Linked DNA regions of Hordeum vulgare: region 1 is linked to region 2. Evidence: chromatin contacts called from public Hi-C data. All regions are on one chromosome and are shown on one strand. The core of a region is the stretch at or near the end of the contact, and the rest is flanking DNA. Distances in the headings are between cores, read along the strand shown. Region 1 has its middle 7.6 kb from the start of LOC123395604. Region 2 has its middle 58 kb from the start of LOC123397720.

The links. A called contact is a pair of places that touch in the nucleus more often than the background predicts.
Region 1: a Hi-C map of seedling shows a contact between it and region 2, with 2.7 times the contacts expected there. The contact joins two enhancer-like sites. A contact is called at or near these places in 2 of 6 Hi-C or Micro-C datasets (leaf and seedling) and 1 of 1 datasets of contacts at active chromatin or transcription factors (embryo).

What each region holds. Positions count from the first base shown.
Region 1 is chr5H:146,998,310-147,005,122 of MorexV3_pseudomolecules_assembly, reverse strand. It overlaps the pseudogene LOC123395603. Among protein-coding and RNA genes, the nearest start is that of LOC123395604, 7.6 kb to the left of the region's middle. Within about 2 kb of position 3,477, at least 3 of the 3 cell types and tissues checked have open chromatin away from gene starts, as enhancers often do. A contact at or near this core is called in leaf and seedling, where this site is marked.
Region 2 is chr5H:146,629,666-146,635,770 of MorexV3_pseudomolecules_assembly, reverse strand. No RefSeq gene overlaps it. Among protein-coding and RNA genes, the nearest start is that of LOC123397720, 58 kb to the left of the region's middle. Within about 2 kb of position 4,585, at least 3 of the 3 cell types and tissues checked have open chromatin away from gene starts, as enhancers often do. A contact at or near this core is called in leaf and seedling, where this site is marked.

The DNA.
Region 1 (6,813 bases), core at 2,228-4,727, 370 kb before region 2:
AAAAAAAATCCCTAAAAGCATTATTTCTTTTTGTTTCCTTGGCTCAAAATACTTCAACAATGCCCCTGGCTCTGGAGTGTCATGTTCCTCCTCTCTTTTCTGTTTGACAGAATATTATTCCCCGGCATTTCTTGAGTGGAGGGAAAATAGAATTTGCAAATTAAAATCGAAGAAAATTCAAATGCCAGCTCCATTCAAATTCTTTATAGTTGAAGAAGTCATGTCATCTTCTCTCATTGCTTTTAAAAGATTGAATTTGAATTCATCGGAGATGGGGAAAGTCATTTTATTCCCTCTCATTCAAAAGTTTTTGAAAAGTTTCAAATTTCACACAAGTTTCAGTCACTCAAGCAAACAAACAGACAATCTAATAATTATTTTAACATTCCAAAATTTGGGATGTTACAATTAAACGCTTCTTTTATCTTAGGTGGTATTGTATTGTTGACATGCCTAATTCTGTATAACCTTCCCCAATCATCTAAAGTGTCAAAGACTGACTAAAACCTTATGACGATTGAGTGTATATTACCACTTCAACCGAAAACCAATTATTGGTTTGGTCCTGAAACTAATGTTAGATTTCTAGGTTGGTGGTATCAGAGTCGATAAGGACTGTTTGTTGGGATGCATGAATACTTGGTATTTCTAATTTGTAACAGAATAGTAGTAGTACGTACATGTAATGTACTCCCTCCGTCCCATAATTCTTGTCGTTGTTTCAGTTCAAATTTGAACTAAAACAACAACAAGAATTGTGGGACCGAGGGAGAAAGTAGCTAGATTTAGTAAGTTGTGTAACCATTTTCTCTCGCCAATGTATGGTGAACCTAAAGAGCACTGCAAAAGCTGCAAGTCATAGTATAGATCTTACCAGTCCTTACCAGTCCTTCCAGTCCATGCTAAATAGTTGTCTAACCGTGAACTTTTTTCAGTTACGTCTGTGTTATCTTGTTCAAACTTGTGCTTAGTGCGATTACGACTTGTATTCTCGGCTGTTTAGAGCATCTCCAGCCGTTAAAAAAAAGTATAGATCATCTCCAAAACAATAGATCAAAAAACGCAGTCGTGAAAAAAAAAGTTTTTTGTTTTGTTTTGGGGCCAAAAAGAGCTCCAACAGTTGGGCATTGATACAGGAGTGATAAATTTGGGACAACAATAGCTGACCAAAAAACAAAACCACGGCACAGGGAACCCCAACCACTGGTACCCCCCCCCCCCACGCGCATCTCCAACAGCGACGGTAAACGACACGCTAAAACGCTATTTTAATGAGCGTGGGATGGTCCGGCGTGCTCAAAGTCAGGCGCGTGGAAAACGGTTGCGTGCAGGAGATAAAAAGAGGATGGGCGCGTGATAGCACATGACGCGCAGCGTCCAGCACGCCTATAAATGTAGCGTCCGCCACACGCCCTTTTATCAAAACCGTCGCCCCTTCACCTCGCCACGCGTCCTCCCTCGCCTCGTCACGCGCCCCTCTGCCTTTTTTCTTGCCTCGCCGCCGCCGTGCCACCATGCCGCTGCGCTGTCGGGGAACTTCGGGCTATCGCGGCGTCCGCGCGCGCCCCTCTGGGACCTTCTATGTCGAGATCCGATCCGGCGACATGCGCCTCGGCCTCGGCACGTTCGTGACCGCCCACGAGGTCGTCCGTGCGTACAATAGGCCTCGTAGGGAGATGAATTTTCCCAAGGTGATGACGCTGGAGTGAGCGCAGAACCTCACGCCTCGTCCACGGGTTGTCACCGAAGAGGACCGTTGCCGGGACCAGAGGCGGGAGCGTCGCCTCAGTATTGCTGAGATGGACGAGCATGCCATGGCGGAGTGACGTCGGCAGTTCCCGCAGGACGTCCTCGACGAGCGCGAATTATTCGTGCAAAGGAGGGCGGAGAGGAGGGCGGAGCAAGCCGCCTATCGTGAAGATAGACGTACGCGGAAGCAAGCCGCACTCTTCCAGATGGAGCCGAAGGAATCGTTGACTTGGTCCTCCGATGAATGAACGCTGGACTGACGCCTTCATCACGATGGAGAAATCGGACACCTGCGCGTCGGAGTCCGACGACGAGGATGAGGGGTAGTCTTCTATCTCTCTAGGCTATCAATGCTATGTATCTATCTAATCGCTTTTTATCGTTTTCTATCTATCTATGCTATCTATGCAACTATGCTATGTGTCCTTATGTATAGTTTAAAAAATATTCTACGATAAAAAATGTATGTTGCATGCGCTGAGTTTTTGTGTGTCTGCTAGAGTGCCATGCGCGCCAAATTTTACAGCTTTCGCTGGAGCCAGTGCGCTAAATTTTACGATGTGCGTGCTGTAAACTAAATTTTTGTGCGCCGCACGTTGGGCGGTTGCACCCCCCTCCCTCGCCGGCTGTTGGAGATGCTCTTATGTCGCCGCCAGCACTCCCTCTCCCTCGCCGCCATTGTGTCGGCTGAACGATCGCTTTGTTGTACCCCAACGAACCCTCACCCTCTAGCTAGCCGCCTTCCCTCATTTTCCCCTTATCTTGTTCCTTGAGTGAGAGAGATGCTACGGTGCTCGACGACGACGGCCATGGTGCAAGGAGGAGATGGAGCCAAAGCAACACGAAGGCAAACTGGTCGGGGATGACAGCGTCCCTCGCGGCAAGAACAAGTAAGGAGGCCTCCCCGAAGAGGAGGAACTGGCGACGTTGACGCCGCAGTGGAGCATAATCTACAACGAAGTGGCATGGTAGATGACGAGCGTGGAAGGTCCTAGGATGCGGCGGTGGTCAAAGCTGGACTTCTCCTGAGGGCGGCGGCGGATCCGTGCGCTTGACGCTGCATGCACTTTCCGCGGCAGCGGGCACCTCGTCCACGATGTCCTCTCCGTCTCCGATGTCCTTGTATTGCCTGCCATCCATCACGTGGTTTGTCGAGAAATTGATACATACGGAATTGAAGGGGACCAATTGTAACACCCCCAGTTTCTCGTCGTAGTGATCTCCCACTAATAGTGTCATGTCATCATGATTACTATGAAAATTGCCACTTGATAAAAATTAAAGCCAAATCCAAATTTAAAAGAAACTCAACTTCGAACTAAAAAGGAAAATCTTGGTTGGGTTAAAAATATTCACTAAGTAATTTTCATGTAGGAACCAACATCATTTGACTCACACATAAATCCCTAAGAAATTAATAAGAGGTCCAAAAGCAAACAACCTGATCTTTTTAAATTCTAAAAATGTTTAAACCTTACCAATTGGCTTGAAACTTTTTGTACAGCCCTAGAATATTACCTAGTATTTATTCAACTCAAACCAAATATATTTTCTACTTTAAATAAATGGAAAATAATAGCTTTTTTTGAGACAAATGGAAAATAATAGCTGATTCAATTGATAGAAAAATAAAAACGAAAAGAAAAACACTAAAGAAGCACTGTGCACTTAACCGGCCCGCGAACAGTGCAGCCCAGCCCACAAACCCCATCGTCCCCTACCTCCTGCTCACAGGGGAGCGCTGAACGCGCCTGCGGCGTCCATGCAGCCGATGGCCACGCGGCGGCCATTCGCTGCCTCCCCGCGATGCATATGACCTCCCCCGTGCCTCCCCCGAACCCTAGCTTCTCACTCCTTCTCCCTTGCGCCCCCTCGCTCCGGTCCGAGCTCGCTCGTCGTCGCGCCGTCGCGAACCCCGCAGCCACCGTGCCACTCTTGCCCTGCCGTTGTGTAATCGGGCTCAGTTGAGACCTCATCGTCTTCCCTAACGATCCACGCGAGCCCGTTTGCCCTACCTCGTCGCCACTGACCCGACTTCTGCGAGCGCGCCCGTCGGACGCCGATGATCGATTCGTTGCCGTCGGAGCTTCCCCGACCTCTCCATCACCTCCAAACGAACCCCAGTGAGCTCCTGCTTTGTTTTTCCTTGACGCCGTGCTCGATTTAGAGCTCTAGCAAGCTAACCGTCGAACCCGAGCACTGCTCACCGCCGTCCATGTCGTCACCATGCCTAGCGCTCGAACCGGTCGCTTCCGAGTGCATAATCGCACTCGCATCGACAGGGACCCATACCACAGCCCCATAGGCTCCCTTGCAGCTGCAGCCTCCTGCCCGCTCCCAGATGAGCTCAGGCTGCCGCCACGTGCTCGGTCCTGTCGAGCTCCGGTGCTACGCGACCTGCTGCTGCCCCTCATTGGATGCGTCGCGTCGCCAGCTACACATAGAGCCCCTCCGCCGCTCGTTTGGTGGCCGGAGGGCAATTTCTGACGCCCTCCGTCGTGTCTGGCCTCGCCGGCGGCGAACCGCCGGCCAAAACCGCGCTAATGATACGCTGCTGTCATTGACAGGTGCGGCCAATCCTTGTTAATTTTTGGGTTAGATTAGTTTAAGCAAATAATTAGTCTCTAAACCACCAACACAAGGGCCCCACTATAGATTAATTAAGTTAATCTAAATTAATTTGGTTAAGTCGTAAATCAACAGCTCGCCCCCACATGTTAATTAGGATAATTAAGATTAATTAATCCTGTGAATTAACCCCTCTTACTAGGCCTCGTGAGTTGACCAGTCAACTGGTCCACAATTCACTGCTGACTCAGCAGTCAACTGGCCCCTGTGTCAGCCTGTGGTGCATTGCTGTTGCACCTAGCCTTTTCCTGTATTTTTCAATTAAAATAAATTCAGTTAATTTCAAAATATTAATATATTTTTTTGAAAAATCATATAAAATAATTTATAAGTTAGATAAAAATAATTTATATATGAAAGGTAATTAAAAAAATCTAATGAATCCAATTATGTCCATTCATGTGTCACATGCCTTTAACATGATGAACATGAAACTTGCCCCTCCGGTTCATGTGTGTGATAAAAGCGTGAGACTCAGGAAATATCCTCAGATATTTTCCCGCGCCGCGTGTAATGTGTAGCACTGCTTTTTTGCCATGACATGCATCATGATGCATTTGTTTGCTTTTATATTTACTGTTTCTTCCCCCTCTTCTCTCCGATAGACATCGAGACTAACGGTGCTACCGTGTACGTCTACACCCCTAACGACCATCCACTTGCAGCAGAGTAACCAGTAAAGCAACCCCCCTGATCATTTCGATATGGCCAAATTCTTTCTCTCCCATGCTCGCATTAGAAGTTGATATTGTATTTGATTGCTCCTATTCCCATGCATAGCCTGATTTTGTATCATGATATTGATCATCAATGACCAAGGGACATGCGGTACCACCCCAGTTGAGGTGGACCTGAGTTTTTGACAGTCTCTTGTGAGTCGGGTCGGCCCTGAAGGGTACCCGTGAAATAATTACGAGGCGCGGCTGGGCAGGCAGACCGTCGAGAGAGGGATGGGCTTGACCCTTGCTGCAAGTCCTCGAGACGGGGCGATAGGATCGACATGATCATTGGTCATCACCGCAGCTAACAAAACATTCATGGGTTTGGATATTTGATCTGAGTAGGACTTTTTTCCTTTTTCGCACCAACCACCATGCAAGAATAAGTATGGGCACTCTTTGTTGTACATTTGTCCGAAAGCTCTTCACGTGCCACAATGAGCGCCACGTGCTCGGGTGGCCCGCGTAAGCATCGTCTTTGTATTGAGAGGTGCGAGGATTGACACGACCGTCCACGTAACGCGCATGAGTGCAAAGGGAGATGGGCTGAAGACCCACGAACACTTAGGAGTAGACCGACATGTTGGCCTGTGTTGAGCCTCTGTAGGACTACGGCGTGTCTATGAGTCGATGTCGGGCATGACCTAGGAAAGTGTGTCTGGCTGGAGTTAATCGAGTGTGTTGGCTAAGTTGGTGCACCCTTGCAGTGAAGTATATCTATTCGAATAGTCGCGTCCACGGTAACGAATGCTCATAGAGCATCCTGATCTTCTGTAACTAGAACTGGATACTTGTGTTATTAAATTGAAACGTTGGCTCCGGGATCGCTTCTTCGCAGGGAGTCGAGGAAGGATCTCTCGGCCTTACCACAACATGTTTGTATATGTTATACTAATATGAACTCTTTTAATGTTGCAAGACCCTGAAGATGCTAGTCGTCGATAGGACTAGGTCTTTCCTCTCTCTTCTGGCATTTATGCAGTTTAGTCCAAAGATATAGCCCCATTCCTTTTATACCGATGCATATTTAGCATAGTTCTGATGTAAGTCTTGCGAGTACTTTGGATGAGGACTCACCGCTGGTTTGCTTCCTTTCCACCCCTTTCGATACAATTGCCGCGATTAGATGGTGGTGCCCAGGAGACAGTTGATCTTGCTAACGACTACTACAACCCCGACAGAGCCTACTACTATGTGGAGGCCGCTGACGAAGATGAGTAGTTAGGAGGCTCCCAGGTAGGAGGCCTTGCCTTTTCGATCTATGTTAGCCTTCTTAAGGCAAAACTTGTTTGTTATGTCTGTACTCAGATATTGTTGCTTCCGCTGACTCGTATGTACTCGAGCTTATGTATTCGAGCCTAGTGGCCCCTGTCTTGTAATATAAAGCTTGAATTATTTTATTTATGTCTAGAGTTGTGTTGTGATATCTTTCCGTGAGTCCCTGATCTTGATCATACGCATTTGCGTGTATGATTAGCGTACGATTAAGTTGGTGGCGTCACAAGTTGGTATGAAAGCCGACTACGTGTAGGTAGCCCCCTTTCCAACTCATTTTCCGAAGTTGAGTCTAGTCCTTGACATCTCAAACGGGTGGTATTAGGATCTTTTATTCATCTTCTATACTAACATTGTTGTGTGGCTTACGGGCCCACATCTCAAACGGGTGGTATTAGGATCTTTTATTCATCTTCTATACTCCCGGTTATGATCTCTCTTC
Region 2 (6,105 bases), core at 3,336-5,835:
TTGTGTATGGTTCACTATAGTGTGTCGTGACTCCCATGTGTGTTGCCTTAACTTACGCTTACTATCCGACCGAGTAGGCCATATCTAAAAATCCCACTCGTTCATTCGTTTGTTCCTGGCTTCAATCCGTCGTCCTTTCTTTGATTTTTGTGTGCAAAAAGTTTTTTTTTTCACGAATACGCAAGCTGCGTATCTTTGTATTGATAGAAGGAGAAAGTAGCATGGGATTACAACGCATACAGGGCCATGTACGCAGAGGCATGGTGCACAAGCGTTGGAGCAAACTAGAACAAGGGGTCTGCTCAGCCGTAGGTGCCTACACTAGCAACTACTCACTAGGGATGATGTTAAGCAGCCCTTTGGCGCCTGCCTTTGCCCATAGGGGCGCCTCGTCTTTGATGGTGTCGGAGACCAGGGTGAGAGAAGGAGTAGCTCGGTCGAAGATGCACGCGTTGCGGTGTTTCCAGAGCCATCACGCCGTGAGGATGATGAGGGAGGATATGCCTTTTCGCACTGGCGTCGGCGAGCGGTCGAGGCAGGAAGTCCACCAAGTCTGGAAGGGGGTGTCAGCAGTTGGAAGATCGACGGCCATGCGAGCCCAGCCGAGGATCTCATGCCAAACCTGACGCGACAACGTGCATGCCGCGAGGAGGTGATGCATGGACTCGAGCTCTTGATCGCAGAGCGCGCAAGAGTCCTGGTGCGGCAAGCCGTGGCGGGCAAGCCGCTCCGTGATCCAGCAGCGGTCTTGCATGGCAAGCCAAAGGAAGAACCTGACGCGAAGAGGCGCCCAAGGACGCCAGGTGAGCCGCCAGTGAGGGTCTTCACATGCGCCCAAGAACAGCGCCTTGTAGCAAGAACTCGCCGAGTACGTGCCGCAAGCGGTCCAACGCCAGGAGGGCACATCTGGCGTGGAGGAGAGCGGTGTGTGGCGCACGAGGCGCCATAGGTCGATGTATTGCACCATGGCCGCTGGGCCGAGTGCGCCTCGGATGTCGTGGACACAGGAAGGTAGGTGAAGGCCGTCGCGCACAGTGCGGTCTTTGCGGGGGCGGCGCGGGACGAGAGCATAGACGAGAGGGGCGATCTTAGCCACGGATCTGCCATTGATCCAGTGATCGGTCCAGAAGCGGCAGGTGTTGCCCGAGCCAAGCTGCCAGCTTGTGGAGGCGCGGAAGATGGCGTTTGCGTCGGCGTCCTGAGGAATGGGGAGGTGGCTCCAAGGTCGCGAGGGGTCCGTGTGCTGGAGCCACAACCATCGAACGCGCAAAGACAAGCCCGTGCGGTAGATGTCGCAGATGCCAAGGCTACCGAGAGAGATAGGGCAGGACACTCGTTGCCAGTTGACGCGGCATTGGCCTCAGTTGGCCTCCTTGTGGCCCGCCCAAAGGAATCCACGGATGATCCGATTCACCTTCTTGATGGCCGTTTTGTTGAAGGCGATGGCCGTGAGGAAATGCGTGGGGATGGTGCAGAGGACATGTCGCACTAGGGTGAGGCGATCACCTTGAGAGAGCATGGCGGCGCACTAGGCGGATAACTTACGGCCGAGCTTGTCAGGGATCGGCTCCAAACTCGTCGAGCAGGCCTTGCGGATGGCAAGAGGCAACCCAAGGTAGGTGATCGGGAAGTGTGTCGCAGGGCACTGCATCTCGGAGGTGATCGTGGCGATGTGATCGTCGGTGCACTGGATCGGGGTCGCCAAGCATTTGTTGAAGTTGGTGTGCAGCCCGGAGGCTCTGCCGAAGACATGGAGGAGGGTGCGCACGGCAGCGATGTCATGTCTGTTCGGATGACAAAAAACGACGACGTCGTCCGTGTAGAGAGATATACTGGATGCCGCATGCCGGGTGGTGAGGCGATGAAGGAGGCCGACGTCCACAGCGCGCATCAACATGGAGTTGAGGACGTCGATCACGATCGTGAAGAGCATGGGAGAGACCGGATCACCTTGTCGAAAACCATGGGAATGGTCGATCGGGGGACCTGGGTGTCCATTGATGAGCACCCTCGTCGAGGCCGTGGAGAGAAGGATGGATATCCACTCGCGCCATCGTGGCCCAAAGCCAAGGTGCGCCAAGACCTGGAGTAGAAACGGCCATGACACGCTGTCAAAGGCCCGTGCGATATCGAGCTTGAGAAGCATACACGGCGCCTTGAGGTTGTGGAGGAGACGAGCCATTTGCTGCACGAGCATGAAGTTGTCATGGATGCACCGTCCTCCGATGAAAGCACTTTGGTTAGTGGAAAAAATGGATCCTAGATGAGGTGCCAGCCGAAGGGAGAGCAGCTTCGCGACAAGCATGGCGAAGATGTGGATGAGACTAATCGGCCGGTAGTCATATAGTGATCACGCGTCCGCACGCTTTGGGAGCAAAGTGAGGAGTGCCTCGTTGAGCTTTGAAAGCTTCGGCCGTTCATGGAGTATAGTTTGTCGAAAGCTTTGCGGAAGTCATGCTTGATCATGTCCCAACAAGCAACAAGGAACTCGGAGGTGAAGCCATCGGGGCCGGGCGCCTTGCCGTCCGGCAAGCTTTTGACGGCGTCCCAGATCTCGTCATCGGTGAATGGGGCGTCCAGCACGAGCAGGTCGAACTGCGGAACTTGGAGAGCATGGAGATCAAGCGTGATATCGCGCTCTGTAGCGGTGTCGAGCACCTCGGAGAAGTGGTCGAAGGCGACATTGACCATAGCTTCGTGATCAGTGATAGTGGTGGAGCCCACCTGGAGGCTCGTCATAAGGTTGCACTGCTTGCGGTGTGCCGCGTGGATTTTGTAGTAGGATAGCGCGGCGTCGTCGCTACGTAGCCAGGAAAGGCGCACTCGTTGCCATGCTATCGATCTCTCAAGGGAGGCGAGGCCCAGGTACGAAGCCTTGAGCTTCCGACGCAGCCAGGTCTCGAGGAGGGAGAGTGGCCTGGAGTCTTGTGCCGCGTCAAGGCGCGCGATGAGCTCTAGCGTGACCTTGAGCTGCAAGGAGATGTTGCCAATCGTGCGCGCGCTCCATCGCTGCAACTGTCTTGCCGTAGCCTTGAGATGTGCCACGATCCTTCTAAAAGGGTCGGCGTCAGGCGCGGAGGATGTCCAAGCCTCAGAAACCACGTCGTGGAAGCCTTGAAGCTTTGGCCAGAATCTCTCGAAGTGAAAGCGTCTAGCCCCGGGTGGTCGTGCCACACAGTCGACCAGGAGCGGGCAGTGGTGCGAGGCTGCCGAAGAGAGGCACTGAAGGATGCAATGGGGGTGAGCAGTCTCCCATCCACAGGTGCAGAGGATGCAGTCGTTACAGACTAGGGTCGGGTTGTTGCGCTCATTAGACCACGTATAACGGCGGCCGTGCATGTATAAGTCACGGAGCTCCTCATCAGCAATGAATCGTCGAAATCTGCCCATGATGTGGTGGTTGATGTTTGCATTGCTCTTCTCGGCCGCTGAGAGGATCATGTTGAAGTCACCGCCAAGGAGCCACGGACCTATGCGGGAATCACGCACATCGTGCAGCTCGGCCAAGAACTCGAGCTTGGCGTCGTCGTCTTGTGGTCCGTAGACCCAGTGATCCACCAATGGCCCTCGCCAGCCGGGGGGGGGGGGGGGGTAACGATAGCTGTGACATGGTGTGTGCCAACGATTGGGTTCGAGAGGGAGAGGTCCGAACATCGCCAGGCAAGGAAGATGCCCCCACGGGTGCCGGTTGCGGGGAGGAAGAAGTAGTCCTCAAAGAGTGGACCGAGCGTGTCAAGCACAATGGAATCGGTGACGAGTGCTAGTTTAGTTTCTTGCAGGCAAACGATGGACGGGGTGGCAACGGTGATCACGCTACGAACAGCCGTTCACTTGGCACCGGAGTTCAGGCCACGAACGTTCCAGCAGATGGCTTTAAAGTTGTAATCCATAAAAAGATGATGGAGGCGTTAGGGTTACAGGATCGACAGTGCTAAGCCTCAATGAGCTGCGCGCTCACCGCGCGGGCGGTCGCAGGGAGCGCAGACGGGAGCTGCCAGCCAAAGAAGTCCGCGATGCCCTAAAGGACGTCCATGGCCAGGGGCTGTTCGAAGAGAAGGGCATACTTGTCAAGAACATCGCTGGGGATGGGGGAGTCGTCATCTTCAATGAGGCCAAGGCGCCGGAGAAGGACTCGTTTAGCTTTCTTCTCTGAACTGAGACCGAGATCGGCCCGGGCGATCCGGAAACTGCGCCGTGGCGTAAAGTTAGCCGGTAGCTCCTTCCGTCGACGCCGTGGCTTGGGCGCACGCAAGAGGGAAGAGGCCCTGACGGGAATAGCGTCAACAAAGGAGGCGAGAGGGGCGTCGTTCGCGGCCATCTGCATGGGCTGCATGGCCAGGTCATCCGTCGCAGTCGTAGCTGGCTCCTGGTTGGGTGGCAGCGCCTCGAAAGAAGCAGGTGGGGCAGAGCTGGGGCTGGGGGGGGGGGGCAGCAGGCGAGAGGACAAGCGCCATGCATCGCTCCTGGCGTGGAGTGGCGGGAGACGCGCCATGCAGCGATGGGATGGACGCGGGCCCGGAGGAAGTGATGGGGTCATGCACGTCGCCCCAGGGTCCCGATCCATGAAAGGAGCGGCATCCAAGGGTGGGGCCATGCCAGGCGGGGCATCCAATGCCGAGCCGGCCATCCAATCCGGGCCAAGCAGGATTGGCGCGGGATCCGAGGGCGCGGTGGGGTGGCAGTTGGAGACAGGCGTGGACGGGAGGGGCGGAACGACATGATCTTCGAGACTTGGCGAGGAAGGCCCAACAGCGATTGGCGCGTTCGAATCATGCACGTCCCAAACCTCCTGGGTCCCGCAGGAAAGCACATGAGTGGACAGGTGGGCCTCTGCAGCAGGCGGTGGGCTGTCGGGGCGGGCCCGTTGTCTGGGCAGAACGGTTTCGACAACAGAACCCAACCTTTGACGCGCGGGGACCCGGTGAAAAGGTGCGAGACTGCCGGGGTGGGGCCCTAGGATACTAGCCGAAACGCGGCACGGCGGTGGCGCGTGCGCCCGACGGCGACTACGCCGGTGGCCGTCCCAACGAGGAGGAGGGCGCGTGCAGTCCGGCTGGGCGGGAGGGAAGTCATGCTGCTGCGGCCAACGTAGGGGGAGAGGGGGAGAGCTTGGCCCAGGCCAGCATCGCCGGCGGAGGGCGGCAGAGGCGGAGGCGGAGATGGGCGGCGGTAGTCGAGCCCGAGTGCGAAGCGCTCCACACGATCCGGATCGGCGTCGAGATCCACCGCGTCGTCGTCTTGCACGAGAAGCTCGGAGGAGCGTGGGATTGCGTCGGGGTTGATGGTCCAAGCTGCAAGCTTGAAGACGGACATGTCGGACATGTTCCAAGTCTCCGGCGCGAGGTGCTCGATCTTGCAGAACAGAGAGAGCAGAGTCTCGGCGGCGGAACGATGCCAGGCGTGGTCAGGGACGCCGAAGAGCTCCAACGAGACGAGGAACAGGGCCTTCACCGGCTCAGAGCCCGCAGACCGGCCCCATGGGTGGAAGATGAGGCGGAAGCGAGGCGTGCGCACGCGGGTGGTGGCGACGCGGGCGCGCAGCGAGGGGTCTTTGAAGCGAACGAGGAAGTCCTCCGGAGCGCGCCGGTGGACGGAGAAGTCGCCGTCGGCAAGGCCGCACTAGGAGCGAAGGGCCTCGGCAATCTCATCGCGAGAAACACTAGTGCGCCGGCCCGCGACGATGACCGGGAGCGCGCACTCCAGAGCACGCTCGGTGGCGATGACCTCCTGGGAGCGGGGTAGGTAGCAAATAGCCGTGGCCGGGCGGGAAGCAGGGTGGCCAGAGAGCGGGGTGGCGACGGAGAAGCCCACCGAGGCTGGTGAGGAGGGGCGTGAGGACGTTGCAGGCACCGAGGATGCCGGCGAGGGGCCGTCGAGCCCGCCCGACGCAGTCCACCCGGAGGACGCGGGGGAAGCCGACGAGGGGCGCTGGCCGGCGGTGGATGCTTGCCCGGAGGACGCGGGTGTTAGCATCCCGGACGAGGAGCGGGTGGACGCCGCCGAGCCAGACGACATAGGGCGGCCGTCGACCGCCGTCGGGGAGGGGACGCGTCGCCGGATGGGAGGGGGGAGCGGCCGTCGGCGGAGGGAGGGGCGGCACGGGGG